Linked DNA regions of Mus musculus: region 1 is linked to region 2. The links are chromatin contacts, called in public Hi-C maps. All regions are on one chromosome and are shown on one strand. Each heading gives the region's core, a stretch centred on a gene start, on an enhancer-like site or on the middle of the called end of the contact. The rest is flanking DNA. Distances are from core to core; before and after follow the strand shown.

Evidence for each region. A called contact is a pair of places that touch in the nucleus more often than the background predicts.
Region 1: a Hi-C map of the N1E-115 cell line shows a contact between it and region 2, with 4 times the contacts expected there. The contact joins two enhancer-like sites. A contact is called at or near these places in 33 of 484 Hi-C or Micro-C datasets (3T3-L1-derived adipocytes, the AML12 cell line, B cells and 24 more), 11 of 115 datasets of contacts at active chromatin or transcription factors (acute myeloid leukemia, bone marrow-derived dendritic cells, cardiomyocytes and 8 more) and 3 of 9 other capture datasets (adipose tissue, bone marrow-derived macrophages and liver).

The regions. Positions count from the first base shown.
Region 1 is chr13:94,139,976-94,145,039 of GRCm38.p6, reverse strand. The region is part of intron 2 of Lhfpl2 (lipoma HMGIC fusion partner-like 2); the gene reads right to left. Among named protein-coding and RNA genes, the nearest start is that of Lhfpl2, 85 kb to the right of the region's middle. Within about 2 kb of position 2,264, at least 67 of the 459 cell types and tissues checked have an H3K27ac peak or open chromatin away from gene starts, as enhancers often do. A contact at or near this core is called in the C2C12 cell line and the N1E-115 cell line, where this site is marked.
Region 2 is chr13:94,071,224-94,076,736 of GRCm38.p6, reverse strand. All of the region lies in intron 1 of Lhfpl2 (lipoma HMGIC fusion partner-like 2), which reads right to left. Among named protein-coding and RNA genes, the nearest start is that of Lhfpl2, 16 kb to the right of the region's middle. Within about 2 kb of position 3,191, at least 37 of the 459 cell types and tissues checked have an H3K27ac peak or open chromatin away from gene starts, as enhancers often do. A contact at or near this core is called in the C2C12 cell line and the N1E-115 cell line, where this site is marked.

The DNA.
Region 1 (5,064 bases), core at 1,015-3,514, 69 kb before region 2:
GGTGAGGTACTCATTAACACAGTTGGCACTCGGAATATATTCGTTATCTGAGCCACTTTTCTATCTCCTCTGACTACCACCCTCAACCTCTCTGGAAAAGGCCTGCCATATGGTCAACACTGGGTCAGATAATAAGGTACTTTAGCCTGTGGTGGGCGAGGGCCAGGCCGTGAGCATCAGCACCTGAGATGGAGGCTGGAGTAAGGCGTAAAACCACACAGCTGTCACATCCCTGCTCCGGGTTCTCCCCCACCCTCCCCCGCCTCACCTCACTCACCAAGCTTCTGTAAGAACCGGCCAAACACATCACTGTTGTTATTATTTTTTTTTTTTTAAGTTTTCGTCTGTCTCTCTTCAAAGTTAGTAAGTACTTTTCATTCTGTGTCAGCCCACGCAAACCTCCCCTTTCTCTGATCTCACAGGGCACTCGGTCGGGACCACACAGCTCAGTAGTGAATGATCTCCTAGTATGTCACACAGGCTGTGTGACTCTCCAGAAAAGCTGAGTGGCTCAAAGCTGATTAAGACAGGTGGTCTTCAAAATGCACAGATGAACCCCCCCCAACACTCTCTTTCCTTCTTTCCCCTCCCTTCCCCATTTTGCATTCATTTTATACCAGCAAATGCTAAGCAACTGACAAGCATGACCCACACTGCCTGTGTGCTAAGGAGGCATGTTTTTACGTTAACTAAGCCATGGTATGGAAAGCTTCCAGTCACCTCTGGTACTGTTTGGTTCATGCACAGTGTTATAAATGAAGAGGGACTGAACTGGGTCACTGTCTTGTTTGTTTCCTTAAAAAGGCTCTAACTGGTGATCCTGAGGCTGCAGAATTTTATCTGCCAACACTGCAAAACGGACAGAAGAAACATGATGCGTCTTCCCTCAGTCGACAGCTTCCGACCAAGCTCCTCCTCTCAGTTCCAAAATATCAGTCACAGCTCTGGACTCAGTTGTCCCTCTCAAACTGCCGAGGGCCTGGTGGTCAGCAGCAGGAGCCGTTCAGAACTATGTCGTGTCTGGCATCTCTGAGCCGGGAGGTCTCTGGGAGTGTTTTTATCTGTGGCATCTCTTTAAGCATTCACTCACTACTGTCACTTTGAAGTTTCAAAACTATTCCTGGTTAGCACACAGGCTCATGCCCCCAACCCCGCTTTCAGGGTTGTGCCAATGTGGAAGCTCTCAGCTACTGCTCCAGTGCCCTGCCTGCCTGCCTGCCTGCCTGCCTGCCTGCCGCCCCTCTCCTGCCATAATGGTCATGAATTCACCCTCTGAAACTGTGAGCAAGCCCTCATTTAAATGATTTCTTTTGTAAGTTACTTTGGTCATGGTCTCTAATCACAGCATTTAAAAGTAAGCTACACCCCAAACAAGCTCTTCCTCTGTGGGCTGGACAGGGCCTTATTAAAGGGGTTCTGCAGGGCTGACCCCCATGATGCCTGCCAGGCAGACTCCACCCTTTTACTCTGCACCCTTAGCCCTTGGCAACAAGAAAGCTCCCGCTGCCTGCGATGCGCCTGCAGCCTTGGTAAGGAAGGAGCAATGCTGACCTCTAGCAGTGGCAGACAGAGCTATCGAGGGACGTGTCAGGGACGCGTCTGGGTAGAGCCCGAGGTCCCCATGAAGGAAAACAGCACCAATCTTGGCAGGAAGAACAAAGGGACAGAAGACTCTTTGCCTCCCACTTAGAGGAAGCTGGGAGCCTGTCCCTTAATGACCTGCTTGATAAATCACCCTGAGTCTGCAATCTTGCCTCTCAGCCACCCCTGCATCTCCACTTCACTTCAATCTCATGTGTGCCATTTCCCAGGACCTGCCTTGAAAACGAGCAATCATTAGGGTCTCTGGGTGGGAGTGGTGGGAAGCCTGAGGAAGAGCGTCTGGTGTGTGGCGGTGGGAGGAGTGGGGGTTGGGAACTGGGGGGTGTATGGGGGAGGTAGCATTTTCCAAGTATTCCTTGATTACCGAACCAGAGCTAGGGCCAGGGCCCAATGGAGCCTCCATGGCCTCCCATTTCCAATGAAAGTCGCATTTGAGAAGCCATGCCTTGTGTACTCTGCTGTGGCCTGTCCACTCTTTCTGAGGCTCCTTGCCACTCTAGGGACAAAGCTCTTGGAGGAGTGGGAGTCCCTTAAGATACTCTTACAGTGAGGTTTGAAAGACCTGGTCCCTGATAAAGTTACGAAAACGGGTCCCAAGCTGTCCACGAGTGGATGATCCAGTGACACAGGGAAGGGGAAATAGGAAATAAACACATGAATGACTAAGCTAAAAACCCATTAAAAACAAAACCAACACCTTTCATTGGCCAGGAACATGGCTTAGTAGTGCAGGGCTTGCCTTCCGTGCCTGGAGCCCTGAATTTGATCCTAGCACCCCTGACCCCCAACAAAGAAAAGAAACCTTGGAAAGCAGGACCCAGGGCCATAGTCCCTCACACATCCTGCCTGCCTAGCACACACACACAGAAAAAAATCAGACTACTCTGTGTGTGTGTGTGTGTATGTGTTTTAAAGCACTTTTCTTTTTAAAAATATATTCCTGTGTTGGAAAAAGAGGGGGGCCACCATGTAACTCCAGAATCTTTAAGTTGCAGAAAGTAAGTAACTCGGCCACTTTTGGATTGTTTTAAACAACTACGTCATTAAGCTTGTGTCCAATTACTTGCAGTCCCTTCTGAAATGAATTCTGCTCTACGGCGATGGCTCTGATGCAGCCTTAAGAGAGAAGGCAGCAGTCTCTAACAGGCCTCCCATTACCACCCCACCTCGGGGATGGGGTGGGGTTTGCTTTCTCCAGGAGGCTCCTTGGGAGGCTTCCGTTTCTGAGTGGGAAATATGCTGTGGCTCTCAGGAACTGGGTCAGATACGTCCAGTCCACTGCTACTTACAGAAGCCCTGGTCTTATCACCAAGCAAAGGGCATTCCTGAGTTAGTTGCCGGGATGTCCAGTGAGCCCTACGTGGCTCCTCTTGGCCATGCTATTCTGTGTGAGTCCTGCTCATACCAGATCCTACTTACTGCTACCCAGCAAAGCTCCAGGAGGCTGGGTCCATCCTCTGCTCTGCTCATACGGGCACCTCTTCCAGCTCCATTTCCCCTAACTGTCGAATTCCTTAACTGCCCTTTGAGATCTAGCTCATGTCCATCAATATTACCGCTCTTCTGAAGAGGACCTGGTCTTTATCTAATACCACGACTCCTTTACACAGTCCAGGGCACTTCAGAGCAGGCCTCTTCTCCCTCACCTCACAGCAGCATACACACCCCTTAATGGTCAGTCCTCTGGTCTCACCTACTATTTTCATGAGACCTATGAGCATCCAGTAAGGCGCTTTAAAGTCTCCCTAGAGCTCTGAGCAGCCTGCACTGGGGGGAGGGGGGAGCACTCCGAGGGTGTGTCTCTTTGAGGATGGAATTTGATGGAAGAGATCTGCCCCAGGCCCGCCCAGAGAACCAATCCTCAGACTCAGGAAGCAAAGCCCCCTGGGTGCAGGCACAGAGCTGGGATGTCCCCAGCAGCTACTGTGGGGACAGGAGTTCCAGGAAACAGCAAGACCCAGGCAGTCTTCAATTAGTTGGGTCACCTTCAGGTACATATACCTGGAAGGTCAGGGTCACAATGAGAGGTGGCCATGGTGATAAAGACAAAAAGGCCAGGTCAAATGTACGGCCACCATCACATTACAACAGAAGGTGGCTGACAGCCTGGGAAGGAGCTGGGAGCAAGGGGGGCTGTGTGTGGCGGTCAGCACCTTTGTTTCTTACAATTCCGGGCTGAGATGGAAGAGGCTCAGAATGCTAGTTCTAGAGGACCAGGTGGGAGAAGCAGGCAGGGTGGACTGGTGGATGGGTAGACAGGTGGGCAGGCTGGCAGGCAGGCAGGCTCTTCTCTGCTTCTTGGGAAAAATGTTGAGGAGGGCACCAGACAACTGCTGACTGCTCTCTAGCACCTAGACAGGATCAAGAGGCCTGACTCACCAGCTCAGCCTCCCAGAGGCAGTGGATTTCTTTATTTTGGGTTCCAAGCTGTTGGCCCTCCACTGCTCATGCAGCTATGGGCACTAAACTCACAAGGACAGCGATGGTATGGTCCTATTCTATACACCATATCCTTGTACAGGATGAGTGTGGCTGAATGGTAGGTGGGAGAGAAAGGAGTTCAGAGTCTTTATCTTGAAACATCACAAGCAGCCTATTTTAAACAGGATAGTACCAGCCTTACCCATTCCCGGGCTTACACAGTAGGGAACAGGGGAGAGTATATAAAGTTGGCAATTGTTTTAACAGGGACATGTGGCACCACACACATCTGTTGCAATTGCTAGCAGGAGAAAAGCTTGGTGCTTTTGCTTGAGACCTCACGTGAGGGATCCACACAGACACAGCCGAAGTCCACAGCTCTGCTGACCACAGCAGTTTGGAAGCAGCCTGACAGCCAGTCTGATCACCTTAGCAGGAAAGCCAAGCCAGAGACAGAGAGGTACTCCAGTAAGTTCTGGGCTGTTTTCATAAACACACATGTGCATGCGCTTTGCATGCACACACACACCAGAACTAAAAACAAAAAGCCACTAACTGACCATCTCAACAGACTGTGTGTCAGTCTGCTTTCCAGAAACTAGGTCAGTCACTTAGCCGCTCTTTCCTCTTGAAGAAAAAAAAAAAATTCCCTAACAAAAATATGGAATTCATCTGCATTGCAATCCCAAGTGGAGAGAGGACTCATTTCCTCTCTGTGCATGGTTGCTCCCTCCCGCTAACTCTCATTTCTCAGGGACAATGAGTCAAACGTTCCCTGCTAGGAATTCCAAGTCTCTAGGAGAAAGAACTGACAGGCTGTTTGTCCTGGCAATGCGGGAGAAACATACAAGCTCTCTGGCCTCTGGGTTTGTGACCATCTGGAGGGAGGGAGGAAGAAAGAGAGAGGAAGGGAAGGAGTGAGAGGGAAATGGAGATAGAGACAGAGACAGGCAGACAGACAGACAGACAGAAAACACACACGTGTTCACACGTCCACGTGCGTACATCCATGTGCATGTGTGATTTCCCTTCTGTGAATCC
Region 2 (5,513 bases), core at 1,942-4,441:
TCAGCTCAAACTGGGCCACCCATCCCAGTCCGTATTCAGGGAAAGGGCAGCCAGGCCAGTGACATAAACAGGCTTTCAACCAGGCAGAGCTGTGATCCAAGCAGTTCACAATCTTGGGAAAGTTGTCCCACCAATGACTCAGATTTATAAGGTAGAAAATAGGTTGGGGTGGAGGCTGGCTAACATCTCCATCAAAGGACGCTGGGAAGACAGTGGGAAGCACTAAGTAACTTATCTTTTTTAAACACTCCAGTAGTTCACACTTCAGAGTACTTCCTCTCTTGGTCTCCAGAGAAAGCCCCAAAGTGCAGGGTCTTAGAAATCACGTTTAATTTGAGTGCCACTGTTGTCAGTGGATGGCAGGGCTTACCTCCATGTTTTATTACTTTTCTAAAACTTATCTTGTGTGTATGCATATGCATGTATGTGTGTTCTCCACACACATGTGACAGCCGGAGGATGGCTTAGAGCAATCCATCTGCTCTTCTCACCATGTGGGTTCTGAGGATTGAACTAGGAACCTCAGCCTTGGAGGCACATGGCTTTACCCTCTGAGCCATCTCACCTCCCTGCCTCTAAGTTTAAAAGGTTTCATTTACCTGCACAGCGCTGGCCTTGAACCTGCGGCAGCCATCCTCAACGCCCTGGAGGAAGCCTGACTGTGTCTGCTCTGCCTGAAAACCTGCAAACGGATTACAATAATCTTCAGGTGGTCTCTTAAGAAGCAGCCCTAGAAATAAATCTAGAGCCACTCCATCCACGTCCCCCAGCCTCCACTGGGTGTCAGGAAAGTGGGAAGATGCCACCCACACTAAGCATATGAGCGTTTGGGCAAAGCTTGCTCATTTTGAAGAAAGGGACCCTCTTCCAAGCTTCGTGTCTGAAACTGGAAAAGCAACTCTAAGGCAGACACGGAGATTCCTGGCAGTGTGTGGCATGCAAACGTGCCATCCATCACCACGGACATACAAAGTAATGCTACCAGTCTCCTTAGGAGTCATCAAATGCAAAGTGACATTGCTCTATATGAACGTAAGATTATAGAGTCCATGCTGACTCCACAAATACGGGCATCACTGTAGCTCATGCTGAGAAAAAGAAAAGTAAATAATGAGAAGATTTGAAACGGGGAGAGAACAAAAAACAGGCACCATTTAGGGTGATGTCTGGCCAAAAGGAAGCAAGCACTAAAACACCAGAGACATCCTTAGTATGGCCTTCACAGAAACCCATCAAGCAGAGTAAGCCTTCAAGTTACTGGGGAGGGGACCGAAGCAAGGAGACTTCACATAACCTCCCAGAGATCTCTCAGCTGATAAACATTACAGCAGTCTGGCTCCTAAGCCTGGGATTTCAGCTACTTGATCCCACCAACTTGTTTTATCTCAGCCAGTCACAGTTTATAAATCAAGATCAAGGCTGCCTCCAGCATATGTTGCAGAAACATTTTGTCATAACCTCCACTGCCAGTTTGCAGAGCATGAACCCTGCAGGGCCAATGTGTGTGTAGGGAGTCAGGGTTCCTGGACCCCTGTCTCTACAGGTCTGCAGAACAGTCCCCTTCTATATCCCAAAACCCTGGGGGGTGACACAGGAAGAGAGGAAAGACAGCCCCATCCCAACCACCAGAGCAAATAGAAAAGGAGAGCCAAAGAACATCAAGATATTTAAGGTTCCTAATTATGGGCCAAGGATATGCTGATCTCCTAATACATTGAAACGCCAGGTTCTGTCTACAGCAGTGTATAAACCAGGTGTGGTGGTGCAGCCCTGAAATCCCAGTACTTGAAAAGTAGAGGCAAGAAGATCAGAAATTCAGTCATCTTCAGCCATATAGAGAGTTCAAGGAACCTGGGCTTGACCTGGAAGGCAGGGAGGGAGGGAAGGAGGGAGGGAGGGAGGGAGGGAGGGAGGGAGGGAGGGAGGGAGAGAGGGAGGGAGAGAGGGAGGGATGGAGGGAGGGGAATAAGGGTTCTCTGGTTACAAGCCGAAGAAAAAGCAAAGATATAAGATTCCTTCGCTTTTCCTGCAGCAAACCCTGCATCACCAAATGGGTTATGAAACTAACACAACCCAGTTCTTTGGAAAGCCCTCAGGATCCAGCAACTCACAGAAAATTGTATTCTAAAAAAAACAGGTTCATATACAGTAGGAATCCATGGTTCTCAGCCTGGAAAGCTGGTGTGCTATCCTTCCCTCTCAAGGACTAACTCACGCAGCAATATCTGCAGACACCTCCCGTGGTCCTGCCTGCTGATGGAGTAGAGGCCAGGATACAGCTAAACATCCTGAAGGACATCCACAACAAAGAAAGACCCAATGCCAAATGTCAACAGAGTCAGCCCTGAAAAATCCCCACTTCAAGACACACACCGCTAAGCCAAGCAGGGCTACTCGGGTTTCTTCGTGATTTTTCCATTTTGAACTCTACACTCACAGACAGCGTTCTGAGTTAACTGCGATCTGCTTTGGCTTTACAGAAATACTTCACTTTAAAGAGATCTCCCATGAAAGACTGAAGTCCCCAGTTCCCATGGTAGAGCCATTCTTCCATGCAAGAACTCTAATTTAGGTGGCCATCATCAGTAATACTAAAAACAAACACACACACACACACACACATCTTTAAAGGCTGCTCCCATGGCCTGGCCCTTTGTCTCTTAAAACAATGAACGGAGATGCTTATACATGTAAGTGGGCAAACCCAGAGTTACAGATTAACAGCGACTTTCCCAAGCAGGCTCTCCCACCTGTCATCTCCCAGCAGGGGAACAATAGCAGCCACAACACAGACCTGGCCTCATCTGACCAAACAGTGCCCAGCCTTCTGCCACCTGTCCTTAAGAAGACACAGGTGCCAGCCTGTATAGCTATGTGATTACTATCTTCCCAACAGTATCCCTATCTGACACCCACTGCTCTGCAGCAGTCATACATGGGCTACGGCTTACACGTCAGAGGCTGTAAGGCTCCCAGACAGAAAACACCATTTATAAACTCTTACATTCACCTTCGGGGAATGCCGGAACCTCATTTTTATTGGGTCTCTTCCACCACAAATTTGTAAAGCTATTTCCTATTTCCAAACATTAATTGCTATTTTCCTCTTAAAACAAGGTTTCAGTGACACTGACACACAGCACATAAAACCACATTTCCCCGAGGGACATAAATTACATTACTAGGCTGGTACACGCTGCCATGAGCAGGCCAAGCCTGTAAACGACACGTGGTATGTTGGTTCTCCCAGGACAAATGTAAACACTTCTTATCCAGGTTTAGGGCTTCATTTCACCCTTTCCAACTTACATGTTAGACCAGGAAGTAAGCCCACAAACTCTGCTGATCACCCAGAAGGCAATTTTCCCAAGAAACACATACTCTCTAATAAATCGGACCACAGGGAAAATTTAATCTGTTAAGTGGCCACTAATCTTAATTCACAGGAACGTACACACTCCAGAAGTCTCTTGATCTCAAAGGCAGAGGAAGGCCTGGGGAACGCCAGTTTCCAGAGTCCCTGTCTGTTCTGGAGCCAGAATAAACACAGGAGTGGTAAGACACGGACTGCCCAGTGGCAGACACTGCCCAGCAAAGGACACTGCCCAGCAAAGGACACTGCCTAGGGGCAATCTCCACTCTGAGGAGGACAGGCAATTCAAGACAGTAGGTAAACACAGTATATCCTACATGCCTGAAAACAGCCCCAGCTGACATGCAACCTGAGGCCTGAGCAGAGAGGGAACAGTCAGGGAAACTTCCGGGAAGGTCTGACCACTCAAGGGTTCAACTTTAACCCATAAACCTTTTGCTTCACTGAATTCTCCTGGGGTCCCGTGGAGCGAACATGACTGGCTGTGCCTTCCAGATCATGGAGCTGAGCCCTCCTGCCTGAGGTCTGGGAAGGAAGAGAACGTGAGCCACACCAGGCCTCACTGGCTCGTGCTGTAAAAGTAGAGGTAGAGGCGGGCATGCAAACAGGTGTCACCTCTGCTTGGTTCCTGCCTCCTCTACAGAAGTCCTCTCTGGGCACCTTGGACTTGATGTGGGAGGTAATTAACTGACTGCTTTCTTTGTATAAGGACTCTGTTAAAAACCAATCTTTTAACATTCATTTTTTTTTTTCATGAATCCTGAGAACCCTGTCACACCTGCAGCATTTAATTATGTCGTTTGATATAAATCCCCATTCACTCTTTTGTGGTTACAGACCCCCAGAGAGCGTGGGGCAAGGGACAGGTTTGTGCTAAAAGCCCACACACAATAAGTAATTAAATAAAGAAAAAGTGCTGTCAGAGAATATGCTTTCCATCATACAGTGCCCTCCATTTAAGCTTGGAATAGTGTGTGAGGAATCTGGAAACACCCTTCTGGCTCTTGTTAACGCTTTAGGAACCCTGAGGAAAAGAATCAAATTTTCTCTCCACAAGTGAATGGATGGGTAAAAGGTTTCCCAAGTCAACTTTCTATTGACATACATGATTTCTCAAGTTGTTTCTAATTTGCTTCAAGACTTTTTGGAGATCAAGTAAGCATTTACATCCTCTTGGGAAACACTGGTGTTACTGTAACACAGCAGGAGTAGATCCCCTAGGCAACTATACCTCAGTGCCAAGGGCAGACCCCATACGGAGTCCAAGTCTACACCTCAGGCCATGAGGATGGGGGCACCACAAAAGCCAAATCACTTCCCAAGGTCTTAACCAAAAAGAAGCTAGCACTGAATGAGCAAGATGAAGTCTGTTCTCCATGTTCAAATTCTAATAACCCAGAAAGCATTAATGACCCCTTCTCATGGCTCCTTCTCTCTCAGATCCACCTCAGGGGGCTGCAGCAAGCCTGCTACCTTCATAGCAAAGAGCTCTGTGATCTACAGTGTAGAACAGCCTGGTCTGTAGTGATCAATGTGAGCTGACTGCAACTGGGCTGTCTGCTTACTTCAACACCTGTCCTGGAGAGAAGGAAGAGGGTGTGCAAAGGCAGCACAGGCCATAGTTAGAGAGCAGAAAGAGCTGAGCTCTCCCCTAGAGGTGACACAGAAACGCCACATGAGCATGGTCAGCTGCCAGCATCAACTTTCTGTTACTTTAACAATATCTGAGGTAGGGCACTAAGCGAGAGGATTTATTTCGGCTCACGGCTTTAGAGGTGTCAATGCACTGCCATTAGCCCCATTGTTTTTGGCAAGGCAGCAGTGCTGGGAGTAGCATGTGATGGAACAAACTGTCACCTTGTAACCAACATGAGAGAGGTAAGTGGGGGTGGGCTGGAGTCAGCAGCCGAAGCTTCATTTACAGCCATTGTTCACCTGAAAATACAAAATAAGCACCTCACACACACCAGGGACAAAGGCAATAAGGGGAGAAAGCAAGACAGATAACCACTGCTGCCCCCATGGGCTTCTGCCAAGGTATCTGGTATCTTTTTGCTTCCTTGAATACATGCCATTTTAACTCTACATCCATATAGCTCAGGCTGCAGCCATGTGACTTACCTCCATCCTGCCAACCAGT